Regions from separate parts of the Gadus morhua genome. Here region 2 is linked to region 1. The links are chromatin contacts, called in public Hi-C maps. All regions are on one chromosome and are shown on one strand. The core of a region is the stretch at or near the end of the contact, and the rest is flanking DNA. Distances in the headings are between cores, read along the strand shown. Region 1 holds the start of pak1 (p21 protein (Cdc42/Rac)-activated kinase 1). Region 2 holds the start of b3glcta (beta 3-glucosyltransferase a).

Region 1 (4,115 bases), core at 493-2,992:
CACACACACACACACACACACACACACACACACACACACACACACACACACACACACACACACACACACACACACACACACACACACCCCAGCCCTGAGTCAAAGTGACAGATGATTGTTGTCGTACAGACCATAAAACAGCTCCCCTAATCTCTGGGTCTGGGGTGACCATGGCAACCGCCAGACAACCTTCCCGGGGCCACGAGGAGCGAGAGCTCTTGGCTGGCCTCAGACTCGATGTCCAGAATCACAGCCCGCCCGCCTTCAACAGAAGCCCTTCTATCAAATCATTTTTGGCTTGAAACAGGGGCAGCCGGGTCAAAATCATTTTAACAGCTCGGGCAACGATCTGGGCCCATTTAAAAATAAACTGCCATCACACTGGGAACGCCTCCTTTAGAAAGAGGTTCAAACTCAAAAGAGTGCAGCCAAGAGTGAACCACAGGAACTGGAGGATGAGTATATGTTTCCTGTAGTGGACATCTATTTAATCTGCGTCATGTAATTACAGGTTTACTGCAGCCGGACGGTTTATAGTTCGTGTCCGGTCCCAGGGAGCAAAGGGCAGGCGCGGTGAGGTGATGAATGGACTGCCGACAGACTTGGGATGACACAGTGAAAAGGGGAGCGGGGTAGATAAGCCAAACACAAAGGGGTCAGAGGCAGAGAGGCATGAAGTGTGTTGGTACAAACCAATGTGGAATTCCATTGCTCTGAAATGTGAGGTCCCAGATTAAGGTTAGAGGCCTATGAGACCAACAGGCTATAATAATTAGTCCCATTTCTTAAAACAACACTGTTGAAACCTACATTTAAAAAAAAAGACCTTTCCAAGACAAAATTTAAAAAATCCCCAATACTAAATATCAATTTGGGGCTGAAATATTGAAAGATTAGAAACTGTCCTACAGGCGCTTGAACCCAACCTAGACCGGGCAGCAGACAGACTCAGGTGGACTCAAGCAAGACATAAAGTGGATGAATCACGCCACTGTTACGTTAGATACGCGAAGGCTTACGTCATGGTGTTACCCTGAGTTCCTTCGGTCTATCTTATCAACTGAAGCCCAAGTTATCAATTGACTCTACTATAATTCATTCATTCATTCGTCCAAGCTGATCTCCTATATGCCGTCGACCTGTCCTCTCTCCTGTGTGTCTATCCGCTGGGAACTCTATCCGCTCTGGTTCCCGTCACCACGTTGTAAACTCTGAGGTAACCCGGCCCCGGAGTCATCATACCCGAAGCGGGTCGTCCCCGCAGAAGGGTCCAAAACTAGGCTCTACCTACCGGGGCCTGGCTGACCTAATGCTGCTGCAAAACGAGCAGCCAGCCCGTTGACACGGAATAATCGGATCCCCCTCATGCTGTACGACCTCCTCGGCTCATTTCGCTGCCCTGCTCCGGTCTACCGGTGCGTTCACCGGAGCACCGGTGTCTTCAATGTACGCCGAGCAGCCCCACGATCAATATCCCACACATCATGGCTTTTAGCAGGAACACATGACATTAAAATGCACCGCTTCGCGGCTGAATTAAAAACGGCAAACGCGTTAAAAATAACACGGGGGGCTAACTCACCAGTTGTCTATTTCGATCAGGAAATTCCACCCTGGACAATTATTCCAGACTCACAGCCACGCACGACCGCACTCATTCAGGCAACTCTACTGTGGTCTACACCCCACCGTTTTTTTCTTTATGGCAAACTTGCCTATCCCAGTCTATTGTTAGGTCCATAGAGCTGCTGCACAGAACGCCCGCCCCGTGCACCCACACCAGCCCCGCATTGGTGGCTATTTAGCCCTTTCATGTTTTCATTGGACAACGCGGCTGTCCGTCAAAGAGGGGACAGGGTCTCAATAGGAACACTGGATTCCCACTGGAGCCGTGGGGTGCGCCTCAAAGACACGGGGGAAATCATCTACTACGCGGGTTCGATGACTCTCTTCTTTCACCGTCTAGCTCAGTTTCGAAACAAGACGGTAGTTCATTACCCGAGGCTAATTTGATTTAGATGCAATCATTGTCTTTATTTTTTTAAGGAGAATTAAAAAAGGGGTTGTGGTCTAGGCCTGCTGTTCACCTTGCCCATTATATGTTTGGCTCTAGGCTTGCGATAAAACATACACTATAATTTATGTCATATGGACATAAAACCCCACGGTTACTACTTCAATATGTAAAATTAGTAGATACAGCAATCTCAAATTGAATAACGTACCTGAGGATAGGTATAAAAATGATGATGGATAAGTAGAGTATATTTTCATCTCAGGATGAGTAATGGATGTAAAAAACAACAACATATAGGCCTGTATATTATTCACCATTTCAATAGCCAACTAGTTCTAACATTAATAACAAACCATTGGATCGATATTAGGCCCAGAATTGTTGATACACATTGTACTACAATTTATCCATAACTATAATTAATTGATGTGATGAAGAAATTGTAAAACAGTTCCCTCTAGTGGACACGCTGGTGAATGGAGAAGTACATTACAATCGGTTCAAACTCTGGGCCCCAATTCCTCGAGTTGATAATTCGTATACCCTGAGGTAATTTCATGAACCTTCTCAAAGTTCACATTTTGTCTTTGCGTCCATATAAATGTCGATCATATGTCGACATTTATATATGTCGTTTTAAATAGTATTTATTATTAATGTGATTACCTATGATAACCTATGTTTCAGTTTAATGACATTTTCCCCCATGGCTTCTGGTTCGATTAAGAGACTTCATATCTAAGTTATTTAGGGGAATCTTGATTTACTTTGTGTGTGTGGCCAAAATAAATGGCTGTGGGCTGTGTGTGACCTTGAGGACGGTAAAATGCTTAAAGCTTAGCCTTTAAACAATTGCAAAGTTGACATTTCACACACAAAGAGGGGTATGAAGTAGGCCTATCTGTTTACACTGAAACAGTAGTAACGGCTCACATTACTAGGAGACCGAAGCTAAAGTAAACCAGGACTCAGATTTCAGACCCTTTGTTTGCAGACACTTTTAGATACAACACTGAATTACTTTGAAACGTTAGCGAGATGGGAAAACCCGCCCCATGGTTTTATGTTGGGTCAGGAGAAGATCATTTAAGAAATATATGTGTTATAGTATATGTGCATAGTGTTCAGGCCTACATATATTTAATATGGTAAATGGTGATTATTCTAGAATTAAAGGTGGGTGCGTGAAAAATATATATTTTTCTTTCCTGGAAAGAAAGAGAATAGAAACCAGTTAACAAATCTAGTCTTTACTCTTTATTGTTACAGAGGTGTAGAGAACACAACACATCGCAGTAGAGGCAGAAGTACAGTATTTACATGATGAAAAGCCGGGGCGATAATCCATATCAAAGCTGTACAAACACGCTGTCCTTCACTAAGCAAATAAACTCATAAAAATACAATCTTCTTGTAAGCCTGAGCCAGCCCTCATCGCAATATGTACATTTAGTTTCAGTCAAAATAGTTTATATTTTATAGTTTAAACGTTTATAAATATTACTATTGCCATCTTATAGTACATACAATTCTTCACGCTTGGCATGTTATTTCCCAGATGGAACTACACTCTTCTATAAAACTAGCTCTGGAAGGGGAAAGCAGGTACATTAATGCAATTTATGTTTAAAAATCCTTTCATAATATGTGCTGGCAGCCACCAAGCAGGAAGGAGCCGTTATGTGTGATGATGTCATCAATATCATGATAACATTATTCTATGGTTGAAGTAGAAGGAATCAGTTGGTGAGACGTACAGTAGACGATGCAGCATGTCAACGCTGTGAGATACAGTATGTACATTGTTCTGTGATCAGCATTGGAGACCCACACGCACACACATACACGTTCACACATACTTACACACACACACGCACACACTTTGAAATGACATCACAACTCTATTCCTACTACTCTCATGTAAGCGCAGAGCCCTGAAACAACAACAACAAACTGTTTTCTTAATGATACAATATAGGTCTTTTTTTCTAAAAGCATTGCACGTGTCCCTGGACAAAGTAAAAACAACAGCGTTGAAAGAAAATAACTTAAAACTTTGGTACATCGTCGTAGAATGTAAAAACGTTAACATCCGATG
Region 2 (4,115 bases), core at 883-3,382, 130 kb after region 1:
CTCATCTGGCGGATCCCTGCTCCTTCTATCTGGGGGGATTCAAACTGCAGTGTGCAGCTTGGAACAAAGCACACTGCGCAGGAACACGGCCAAGTTTTTGCAGCACATTCTGGCACATCTGCCTCAAACTTCCCCATGTCTTTGCACGACAGTCCCACAGGAGGTGGGGAAGGGGGTGGAGTGTCCCGTCGCGGAGCCTTGTGTCTCTCTTCATTCCTGGCGGGACAGAGTCGCGTGTTGTCGCCGCTTCTCTTTTATCTGCACAGCCAGCTGGGCCGGTGTCTGTTTTTCTAACCACTGGCTCTGATTAAGAGGCAGCCCAGGGATTTTCTCACTGCCGGATTTGGGGGTTTCGGCATCTCAAGACGGTAGGCTTACCCCAGTAACAACATTGTTAAAACACCTTGTTAAAAAATATTTTAACAGCAGTCCCTGTCGTCTGAGGACGCGTTGTATAGAAAACAGTTATGCACAACTATCTCATGCAAAAATAACTATTTGGTGGATTAGACCCTTTGTCTTTGTTCATTGGGGTGATCTGGGGTCAAACACTTGCACTTAGAACATTCTTTACACTATAAATATATAGATAGGTTCAAAACATCATACATCTGCTTCTCACGAACTTCAGTTAACTTCTCAATAACTAGAATGGGTACCAGAGCCGACCAGTCAAGTTACCCGTTCTGTCACTTCAGTACCAGATGGCGAGCCTGTGTGAAAGTCCATTTACAAAATAGCGTTTGGTCGAGGCAATCAAGTCAGCAGCACAATTCTTCCATCCCAACCTTTCATTTGCAGTTTCCCTTTACTGTACAACTGATTTTGCCCTCTTCAGGGCTTTCACGAATGGCTTTCATAATTACGTTATGTTTGGCCAGAGTGTTATTCTGATAGTTGTACGGTCAAGTAATCAATCATTCACTTTGAGCCCATTACCCAATTGATTGTCGTTTCAAAGAAATTGAAAGCACTTAACAGTTTGGCTTTAAGTGCATTTCTCTAACCTTTAACTAGTAGGGCTGGTTCTTGAAATAGAACAATCATTCGAGTGAGTCAGATATTTGAGCTTGATGTTGGTTCTGCCTTTGTGTCATGGTTTCCCCATCCTTCTCTTCAGTTCAACTTCATGGTACACCGAAAACATGATATAAAACATGACATGCCACACGTTGCCTAATAACGCTATAAAGATAATGGGAAATAATTTGTATATGTAAACAGCCTAAATCCAACAACATGACCTAAAAGCCTTATTTAGTGCCAGTGAAAGTCATTGGAGCGCAAACCATTGTAACTGTCACCCAATCATCACAATAAATACCAATTATTATAAACATCTAGAAGTGCCCACAGGCGTTTTAATAATAAAAGCAAACATTTTGAATGTTTGCTTCTACTATTTCTACCGACTCGTGTGTAAGTGTAACAAAAAAAATCAATATTGCAGCAACGGTAAAGGCTATATTAATTTACTATGAAATAAAATAATTCTCATAATTTAATTGGTAAAAATAAATACAAATCTCTAGAACAAGTAGGCCTACGTTATCGCTACTGACCTACACTTTACTAACGTTAAGTCTGTATTCGCTGAAGCCGATCACAAGCGGAACGCACACACACATCAATACAACATCCATGATCCCACTGAAACGTAATCATTGATCCTGATCGATGACACCCTTCGTTCTCTAGCAGCGCTCCCTAAAGAGCAACCCGGGAGGCGGCGAGAGAACCACGGCTCCTCCGTGACTTCTTCAACAGTCCCCAGAAGTGACGGTCCGTTCAAAAAACTAACTCGTAGCCTAAACTACATCCCTTTACAACAGACGCACTCCACTATAAGTTACATGCAACTTTAATCGCTACGGTTTGCTGAAGGTCGTCCGATTAAAGCGTGGCCGAGAAACACTGTTTACTCCGTGAGTGAAAACTAAAAGTGAATACTTACAAAACGAGAGGAAAATCAAGTATCTCGCCACTCTCGGCCCAGTGTTAAGGTTGTTCGGTAGCATCCCTAGAGTCCGACGCCGTGAGCGGTGAACAGAGGCTATATCACCTTCAGCGGTCAGAGCTTTTTGACACACTGTTTTAAAACGTTTCCCTCTTCACGCTACACGGAAAACAAGACGGGAGCTGGAGGAGGTAACCAAGTCCTCCGAGGCGCAGGCGCGCCCTCTAGCGGCGGAACGGATAATTTGTTCCTGTAGCCCAGTGTCCACGTTTGTAGTTATTTATTATCATCACCATCCGTGATCAATGTCTGTATTTTTCATACCATACTGCACGTTTTATACAATGCAAGCAATATTGACATTTTATTTTCTACCTACCAACCCACCAACCTACAAATATAAGCTGGTCTATACCAGGATCGTTTTGTTTTTAATATGGATGAGTGTCATCACATCCACACACCAACATATTTATAACCCGTATAATTTTTTTTAGATACTTTAATAATGATACTTACAGACTTTTAATTTCACCAAAGATGTTTTAGACAATTGTTTCCCTTCACCAAGAAATCTCTGACACATGATAACATAATGGTAAAACCATGAATAATTAATCGCAGTAAACTAGACATGGCGGTTTTTGAAGTCATCTTTGCATGCAGGAATAAATATGCATACTATGGAATTAAAGAATCAGAAAATGTAGGTGTCCACGTCCCATTTTACTCTACTAACCCTAAATTGTTATAAGCTATTTAAAGAGCCAATGAACCAACAAAAAACCAACTCAGTTATTCAGCAGGTGCAGAACCCACTAACTAGGCCAGCACCCGGGAATCTAGTTCATCAGTGCAATGATAATGAATTAAATGAACCCTCCATTTTAGGACTGTAATCAATAGAGCAACAAAAAAAACAATCAATACTGTATCAGACGAGTAACGACCCCATCACACTCAAAGCTCAGTCATTTTAATAGAAAACCTATTTCAGAACATAAAGTTATTGTGAGACCAATTATCCCCATGGATGATAGGTCTCAAATGTATTTGTATATTCATGAATTTATTTGTTTATGCATTGAATTATTCTCATCCTTCGACTGTGGACAAGCGTCTGTTTAAATAAACACTTACTCCCACTTCTCATCTACACCAGTCCCTAAAACCACAACCAACAAAACAACAGTTATATCAACCCTGAGGGGCTCTGGGAGATGAGGTAATCCTTTCTGTCCCCAACTCCCCTTATCAGCACAAATTGTGTTTTTATTCCATCTACAGCAAAACTTCATTGCATCCCAACTGTCAAACAAGACCCTGAACTAGCCTGCAGTCAGCCGTGTGTGCGTAGCAATAACCACGCTCTTCCCCCTTGACTACAAGGCCACATAACGGCCAATAAAACATCAGACTTTGTAGAAAGAACAAACAAGGAGTGGGAAGCACTATCCTTGTTGTTATGTGGTTTGGTTTGTTTCCAGGTCTTCAGTGGAGGAAGCTATGAAGGGCTGGGGACCACCTAAGGCCGGGTTTGGCTTCACACAGATCTCTGGTAGCTCCACGATGTCAAAGCACTTCAGACTGTGGTACACCGTCTGCCCAGCGCTGGACGGGGACTTGTTGCTGTGTTTGAATATTTCATGCCGAAGGCTGAGAAATGAAAAGATGCCACGCAAAACTTTAGCTCCATATTTCTTTTGTATAGTCTCTATACGGCTGAAGTAGTAATAACATTGTGGGTTGACTTACCGCACGCCGTGTTGCTCTTGATACAATAAACCCTTCATTTCTTTTTCAATGTCTTTGTCACTGAGGGATGAGGGCTGAGGCTGGGACTCGGGCTGCTAAAGAGGGCGAGAGACAGAGGCAGTAAAAGCAGATTTCAGCGAGCGATACTACACTTTTCATTCAGTCATTCAGCAGCTGCTTTTATCCACAGTGGAGCACAATTAAAGCTTGCAGAGTCGGAGCCACTGCCAGCTCTACGACCACTGTCACAGCAGACACTACCGCACACAAGACCGCCGTACTGGAGGAAGGATATGATCACACCGACGGCGACCCCGTTCACTGGCCTCCTGGCCATCCCTGGAGGGAGGGATCCCCCACTCGGAGTTCCTTCACAAGATTTCTTCCTTGCAGAGTAAGGGAG

What was found. A called contact is a pair of places that touch in the nucleus more often than the background predicts.
Region 2: a Hi-C map of gill shows a contact between it and region 1, with 2.5 times the contacts expected there. The contact joins the promoter of b3glcta here to the promoter of pak1 in region 1. A contact is called at or near these places in 2 of 6 Hi-C or Micro-C datasets (gill and heart).

What each region holds. Positions count from the first base shown.
Region 1 is chr16:9,489,240-9,493,354 of gadMor3.0, forward strand. It overlaps pak1 (p21 protein (Cdc42/Rac)-activated kinase 1), which reads right to left and starts at 1,743. Exons shown (of 16, transcript XM_030381130.1): 1 at 1,583-1,743. frya (furry homolog a (Drosophila)) reads right to left here. Exons shown (of 62, transcript XM_030381124.1): 62 at 3,252-4,115.
Region 2 is chr16:9,623,630-9,627,744 of gadMor3.0, forward strand. It overlaps b3glcta (beta 3-glucosyltransferase a), which reads right to left and starts at 2,133. Exons shown (of 15, transcript XM_030381923.1): 1 at 1,955-2,133. The coding sequence starts at 2,018. It overlaps wdr95 (WD40 repeat domain 95), which reads right to left. Exons shown (of 30, transcript XM_030380883.1): 29 at 3,713-3,807; 30 at 2,497-3,613. The coding sequence ends at 3,421.